Linked DNA regions of Sus scrofa: region 2 is linked to region 1. A link is a contact called in public promoter capture Hi-C data. All regions are on one chromosome and are shown on one strand. The core of a region is the stretch at or near the end of the contact, and the rest is flanking DNA. Distances in the headings are between cores, read along the strand shown.

The links. Promoter capture Hi-C pulls out the DNA fragments that hold promoters and counts their contacts.
Region 2: a promoter capture Hi-C map of fetal skeletal muscle shows a contact between it and region 1, with 5 times the contacts expected there. The contact joins the promoter of IL6 here to the promoter of LOC100518800 in region 1. A contact is called at or near these places in 1 of 5 promoter capture datasets (fetal skeletal muscle) and 4 of 47 Hi-C or Micro-C datasets (embryonic fibroblasts, epiblast stem cells, heart right ventricle and 1 more).

Annotation. Positions count from the first base shown.
Region 1 is chr9:90,950,361-90,953,919 of Sscrofa11.1, forward strand. It overlaps LOC100518800 (protein Mpv17), which reads right to left and starts at 1,882. Exons shown (of 2, transcript XM_021063439.1): 1 at 579-1,882; 2 at 1-577. The coding sequence starts at 838. The coding sequence ends at 391.
Region 2 is chr9:91,504,731-91,508,289 of Sscrofa11.1, forward strand. IL6 (interleukin 6 (interferon, beta 2)) reads left to right here and starts at 1,691. Exons shown (of 5, transcript NM_214399.1): 1 at 1,691-1,772; 2 at 1,941-2,131; 3 at 3,268-3,381. The coding sequence starts at 1,754.

The DNA.
Region 1 (3,559 bases), core at 632-3,131:
GGTTCACAGGGGTGGTCCCTCCAAAACTAGATCTGTACTAGGGCTGGGAAGAGTTAGGAAAACAGATGTGTCCATGAAAAGTGGGAATGAGTGACATTTACTGGGATATGGGTATAAACTAAAGTTGACAAAACCATATAGTTCAATAAATATTTATGGACTGCCTACTATGCAGTGGATATAAAACCATTACAAAGGTTTTGTGATTTCACAGGAGTCAGGTTACATTTGAGAGTGAAATGGGCCACTTCAGAGCACTACCTCCATTAAGTTCTGCCCAGCCACCAAACCCTGTGAAAACCGATGCACCCACTTTAAGGAGGTGGTCTGACCCTCCCAGGGTCAAGCTGTATGACTGCAAGACAGAAATGATGGAGGGAGGTAGCAGGCTTAGAGCCGATGGGCCTTCCAGGAGAGGAAGGAGTTCCAGATAACAGCAACGCACTGGACAACAGCCAACCTGCAATGAAGAGGGACCAGGCAGAAGTTGGCTAACTGCGCAGCAGGCCAGAGGTAGTAGTTGGTGATGAAGGCATCAGGATAATCCCGCTGGAGTTTGGCCCAATTGTCCCGGTAACAGTCCATTCAGTGTCCCTACCAGTGAGAGGAAACAGCCTAGAAAACACGGGGTAAACCCCACCCCCACCCCCTGATCCAGTAGCAACATCTTTAGTGCATCCACCTTGGTGGCGCGAGGGATGAGCCAGTCCGAAACCTTGTACCAGCCTCCAACTATAGGGCCCACAAAGCCACAGCCCATCAGGGACCCAGGGGTCAAGACCTGTACTTTCCATGGGTGAGCAGTCAGAGCCCTCTGGTATGCTGGACAAAGTGCCATGCTTCCTGGGCAGGAACTCAAACCCTGCAACCATTCTTTAATTAAATAAAAATGAAACCAGAGAGAATGTTCCCCAGCCACCAAAGACACGACTCCAGAGCAGTGAGCATCTGTCTCATGTCAGAATCAGGATGCTTCTGTGTTGCTGCCAGGAAGCCTACAGCTTGTGAGGGGAGCTGCTGGCTCTCAGGTCTGCTGTCCCAGCAGAGGACAAGAGGGGAAGGGGTGAAGTAAGGTGAAGGCACAGCCCTCCTGGGAGCTCCAGGGAGCCCTCAGAGAGCTCATGAGCAGGCCCCAGGTCTGCTCAGCCTTGCTTCTTCCTATTAGCAGTGCCCCAGTTTGCAGGCTCTATCAGACATCTTTATTCGGATCAATCAGCAAACACTTAGGGCTTTGTCCCAGTGTTTGCAGAGCACGTGGAGCTCTGGAAGGCAGTGTCACACTGGTGTCTCACTTAAGCTCGGACAGGGGAGGCCTGCCTGCATTGTCTGTTTCATTCACCCAACTGCCCAGAGGCCAAGATGTGGCTCCTTACCTTGTTAGACAATCAAGAGAACAGAGAAGAGAAGTTAATTCCCTACAGCAGAGTAGAAATGTGAGTCCACCAGGGACCTATGGGTACAGCACAGGGAACTGCCCTCAGTATCTTGTAATAACTTGGAAGGGAAAAGAATCTGGAAGAGAATAGATGAATACATGTAAGTGAGTCACATGTACGTGTGAGTGAGTGTACCTGAAACTGACACAACACTGTAAATCAACTACACTTCAATAAAACAAAAACTAAGTAAGCAAACATTTTAAAAATGTTTAAAATAAATTTTTAAAAAGCAATGTGGATGCAAATCTTCCAGCATGCATCCAGGACTTATCATCAGAGAAGGTACCATTTAAGTGTCTACTCTGTACTAGGCGTTGTATTAAGCCTTGTATGTGCATTTCATTTCTTATGCAATCTTATGAAGGAAGAGGTATAAGAACCCCCATTTTCTTTCTTTTTTTTTTTGTCTTTTTTTTGTCCTTTTAGGGCCACACCGGCGGCATATGGAGGTTCCCAGGCTAGGGGTCCAATCAGAGCTGTAGCTGTCAGCCTACGTCAGAGCCACAGCAACGCTGGATCCTTAACCCACTGAGGGAGGCCAGGGATCGAACCTGCATCCTCATGGATACTAGTCAGGTTCGTTAACCACTGAACCACAATGGGAACTCCAGAACCCCCAATTTCTGAGGCAGAGAAATAGCAGCTAAGATTGTGGTGGAAACTTTCACCTGTTTTCCCAGCTCTTCAGGGCCTGAGCCTGATAGAAACCTGGCAGCCTGACCTGAGGGGCTATGCCGTTAACCCTTGTCTTTACCTCCAGGCAGGATGGGTGGAGAGACGGTGCAGGGGGGCTCCTCAGAGAGTTAACGGGTAGGCTCTGCCTAGGAGTTCAGACAGGGATTAGGGGGTTGGGTGTGGGATGAGAGCTCTCCAGGAGGGCTTGGGAGTGGACGAGCCTTATGTGGCAGGTAAGGAAGGGTTCCTGGGCACAGCGAGTTCCCCGGTTGGGTGGAGGGCCTGGCCAGACTGGGCAGGGGGCCTGGGAGGGAAGGCAGGGTCGGGCCAGGTGGCAGGAGCCCGGAATACAGTGACAGCTGGGAGGATGCAGATCCCCCTGGGGAGGCAGCAGCCGGCTGAGTACTCGGAAGCAGGCCCTGCTGCCTCGACTCCAGGGGCTTATTTGGCAGTTGAGGGCAGGCCTTCATCTCTGCAAGGACTGTGAAGTCAGCAGGGGCACAGGACGGGGAAGGGGCGCGGCGCTCCTTTCCGCCCCCTCCCACTGCCTTTCCCTTCCAGCTGAGGCCCAGCCGGGGTCAAGGGAATACAAAGGACCATGAACAGTTCTTATTTCCCACAGCGGCCAAGTCACTTCCTGAAACGAAACAAAACCAGTTATCTCTAGCGATCACAGGCTGCACCAGTCCTCTTAACAGTCAGGGGCTGGGAGGAAGGGAAAGGTCCTCCCCAAGAGCCCTCATCTGACGAATGAATTGCCCGTTGGGTTTACCTCTGCACATCTTGAGGAGGGAAGAGCTCCTGGTCCTTAAGGCAATTCCAGGGGCCTGTGAAAATTCAGTTAGACACCCCGCCCAACCCCAGCTGGTTCTGCATCCTCACCAATCTGGCTTCACCACACTGATGGCTTCAGTTTGAAAAGTGCATGTAATTCTCACATACTTATTTAAGTAGCAAATGTTTAGTGCATGTTATTTGTGATTGGCATTTTTTTTTTCTCTCTCTGTTGGGCCACCTCGTGGCATATGGAGTTCCCGGGCCAGGAATCAGATCCAAGCTGCAGTTGCGATCTCCACCAAAGCTGTGGCAATGCCAGATCCTTAACCCCCTGTGCTGGCAGGGGATCTAACGTGCTTCCCAGGGCAGCAGAGACACCGCCAATCCTGCTGTGCCACAGCAAGAACTTCTCCACTGGCATTTTTATTAGTTGGAATCCATGAATCTCCCTGAGTAGAATAGCGGTTTAAAGGGGGAACAGGGAGTTCCCGCTGTGGCTCAGCAGTTAATGAATCCCACTAGGAACCATGAGGTTGTGGGTTTTGTCCCTGGCCTTGCTCAGTGGGTTAAGGATCCGGTGTTGCCATGAGCTGTGGTGTGGGTCACAGGTGGCTTGGATCCCGTGTTGCTCTGGTGTAGGCCAGTGGCTACAGCTCAGATTAGACCCC
Region 2 (3,559 bases), core at 441-2,940, 550 kb after region 1:
CAGTGCTGGAGGGTTGTCTGGTAGAGTTTAAGTTGCACAAGACCCAAGAGCACTAAAAGCGAAACCATTCAGCCATCCTCCCATTTTCATTTTCAAACACTCAAAACCCCGCTACCACCACTGCAGCTCCTGCCTCTCTATTTAGAAAGTCAGGTGAAAGAATGGATGACCTCACTTTCCTCAACAGGCAGGTCCCAACATGTTGTGAACAAAACAAAACTTGAGTAAATCGATTCATATTTTAAATACCCTAGCTGAGGTCTTTGTTTTAGCAATCCTGACAAGATCCTCTTTGCGAAGCAAACCCAAGCAGATTGTGATGTTAACACTGTTTTGCAAACAAACAAACAAAATTTTTTTGGTATCCTGCAAGTGTCCTAGCTTCAGCCTGGAATCAGTCTTAAGAGCTGTCCGGGTGTCTGGGCAACTGGTGGGGGAACCTGGTATAGAGCCCATTTGTGTGAAACCAAGGACCCTCCTGCAAGAGATACCACTGTAGGGGCCAAGGGAGCCTGTACAAGCTCAACCTAGTATGGAAGCCTGGGGCTTTGGAGAGAAAGTGTGATTCTGAACCTGGAGCCCTGCTCTATCAGACTACTATTCAGCCGCCTCTGGATTCAAATCAAGTCATACAGCAGAAGGGAGCTATGAACACACGCTGCAAAAAATGCCACAAGGTCCTCCTTTGACATCCTATCAAAGAGGTGAGTAGTATTCTCCCCACTTCTGCCCTAAGCCCAGGGAGTGTCAGTAAAGTTAGGGCTCCAGTAGACCCAGCATGCCCTCGGGGTCCTCATGGCTCCCCAGTGGGAAGAGGATCACCCTGGTGCCTGCAGTGGGGACCAGCAGCACAAGACAACCCCCTTGGCCCAGAGATCAAAGTCTTCACTGGGAGGGTCTCCAAAAGGCCACTATGAAGTGAGTAGGGCTGTCGCTGACCTGGCCGAAGTGGGTTTGAGCAGGCAAGGAGGAAACCGGCAGAAGCTACGTCGTGGCCAAAAGGAGTCATTCATGTATGTACCCACATTGCACCTGGAGATTCCTAGAGACAACTGCAGTCAGGACGTTCTGCAACAGCTGGTCACAGCGAGAGCAAGGAAAAAGTACTGCAGAGGGCTTGTAGTGTCTTCTTTCTAACCCCAAGGGGGTGGGCTGTAAGGTGGTCTGGGGAAACTCAGGCCAGAATATCTTAAGGGTTTTTTTACAAACATGAAATAAACTGGAATACTAAATCCTAGCTGGTTCATCTGGTAATTATTTTTTTAATCATAGTCAGCCTTAGCTTTTCCTGAACCCCCAGCCCTGTAAAACTTCGTGCATGACTTCAGCTTTACTTTTCTTCTCAAGACATGTCAATGTGCTGAGTCACTAAAAAAAAAAAAAAAAAAAAAAAGAAAAGAAGAAAGAAAAAAAGCAAAAGAGAAAAAACAGAAAGTGAAGGAAAAATGATCCGGCTTCTGAGGACTAGCCTTGGTAATGACCTAAGTGGCACTTTTTTCCCTGGTTGTGATTCCTGTGATGCTAAAGGACGTCACATTGCACAATCTTAATAAGGTTTCCAATCAGCCCCACCCGCTCTGGCCCCACCCCCACCCTCCAACAAAGATTTATCAAATGTGGGATTTTCCCATGAGTCTCAATATTAGAGTCTCAACCCCCAATAAATATGAGACTGGGGATGTCTAAGGCTCAGTCTGCCCTCGAGCCCACCAGGAACGAAAGAGAGCTCCATCTGCCCTCCAGGAACCCAGCTATGAACTCCCTCTCCACAAGTAAGTGAAGGAAATCCCTAGCCTTGGAACTGCCTGGCAGCCGTGCCTGGCGAGGGAGGGGGTGTGTATCCGCTGCTGCGAGAGCTGGCGGGCGGCCAGCAGCCAGAAGCACAGCTCCCCCAGTGGTGCAGTCTGCTCACTGGCTGCTCTCCCTTCCCTCCGGCACAGGCGCCTTCAGTCCAGTCGCCTTCTCCCTGGGGCTGCTTCTGGTGATGGCTACTGCCTTCCCTACCCCGGGACGCCTGGAAGAAGATGCCAAAGGTGATGCCACCTCAGACAAAATGCTCTTCACCTCTCCGGACAAAACTGAAGAACTCATTAAGTACATCCTCGGCAAAATCTCTGCAATGAGAAAGGAGGTGGGTAGGCTCGCCTGAGGGAGATGAAGGGCCCCTGTAGGTGGTCATCTCCTCGGCCTTGGATGTGAACAGCGGCTCCTGCTTTTGGTGGGGAGGGGAAGGTCTTTGCTGGGTTCTGGGACAGCTTCGATCTGAAGCCAAAGGGGCAGGCTGTGTTTTTTAATTTCTCCTCTGCTGCTGGTCTCAGGTAGTTCCTTTTCCTCCGGGGAAAATATACTGCGGGGCTGGAATCCATGCCTCAAGTCTCATTCGCATTTCCATGCTTGGCATGAGCTGAGAGTCACACTCACTGCCTCTCAGGATTTCCTCTTCTCTAACCAAAAAATAAGGCCTGTCAATCTTCTTTGCGTTCCTTGGACTTGGGGGGAGCATTTAAAAGCACCACTGAAATGACTGTTCAGCTTCTCAGGACAGTCACTGTACTTTTAGATTACGCCAGCTCAGTGGTTAGGGACTCCCCAGAGTCATTCCGGCAAATAAGATGCATACCTGACAGCCCACCAAAGTGGCAAAATCCTAGGTAGGTTAAAGCAGCTCCCAAGCTTAAAATGTAAGGGAGTTTGGCTCTGTTTGGTAGAAAGGAAAGAACACAGGAGAGGAGATTGGGAGCCTCAAATTTGGTTCTGATCTGTTGAACCTGCTTTGTGATCTCGGGCAAATTCCCTACCACCTGTGCGCCCCATCTGCAAAATTATGGATTTAGACTAGATGATCTGAAAGGCTCTTCCAGCTGGCACATTCTATGGCTCAAATTATACTCACCCAATTATCATCAAAATTCCTGTCATTTATTAAGGATCCACTATGTGCCAGGCACTTTACAGATAAATATTATATTAAGATATAAATATTATATCTTATCCTCACAGTAAACTTACAAGGGAGGTGTTTCATTATCCCCAACTAGGAGAGTTAGGGGCACTGAGACTTGGAATAGGTAATATGCCTGAAGGCAGAGGGGAGGTCAGAATGGAACCCAGGGGTGCCCATTCTCCACTTGTTTGCCTGGATGCGAATGGGTTCTGACTCCACTTTTCTTAGAGAACTTCCTGGCCATGGTAGATCATGAATCAGCCCTCTAGTGGTGTTCGTTTTGGGAGCACTTATATGATAACAGCTCTAATACTCTTTCCCAGATGTGTGAGAAGTATGAGAAGTGTGAAAACAGCAAGGAGGTACTGGCAGAAAACAACCTGAACCTTCCAAAAATGGCAGAAAAAGACGGATGCTTCCAATCTGGGTTCAATCAGGTATGGATGCATTACATTCACTTTTAGCTGCTCCCCAGTCCAAAGTTCTTCTTCTTATAACCGGTGTCTGTACACATGTAGACCAAGCAGGCATCAAAAGTAGGGGAGAAATGTGAAGAACATCAGGTAAATTTCCTGAGGAGGCCAACTTAAATGTTATTAAAGGCAACTTATTTTT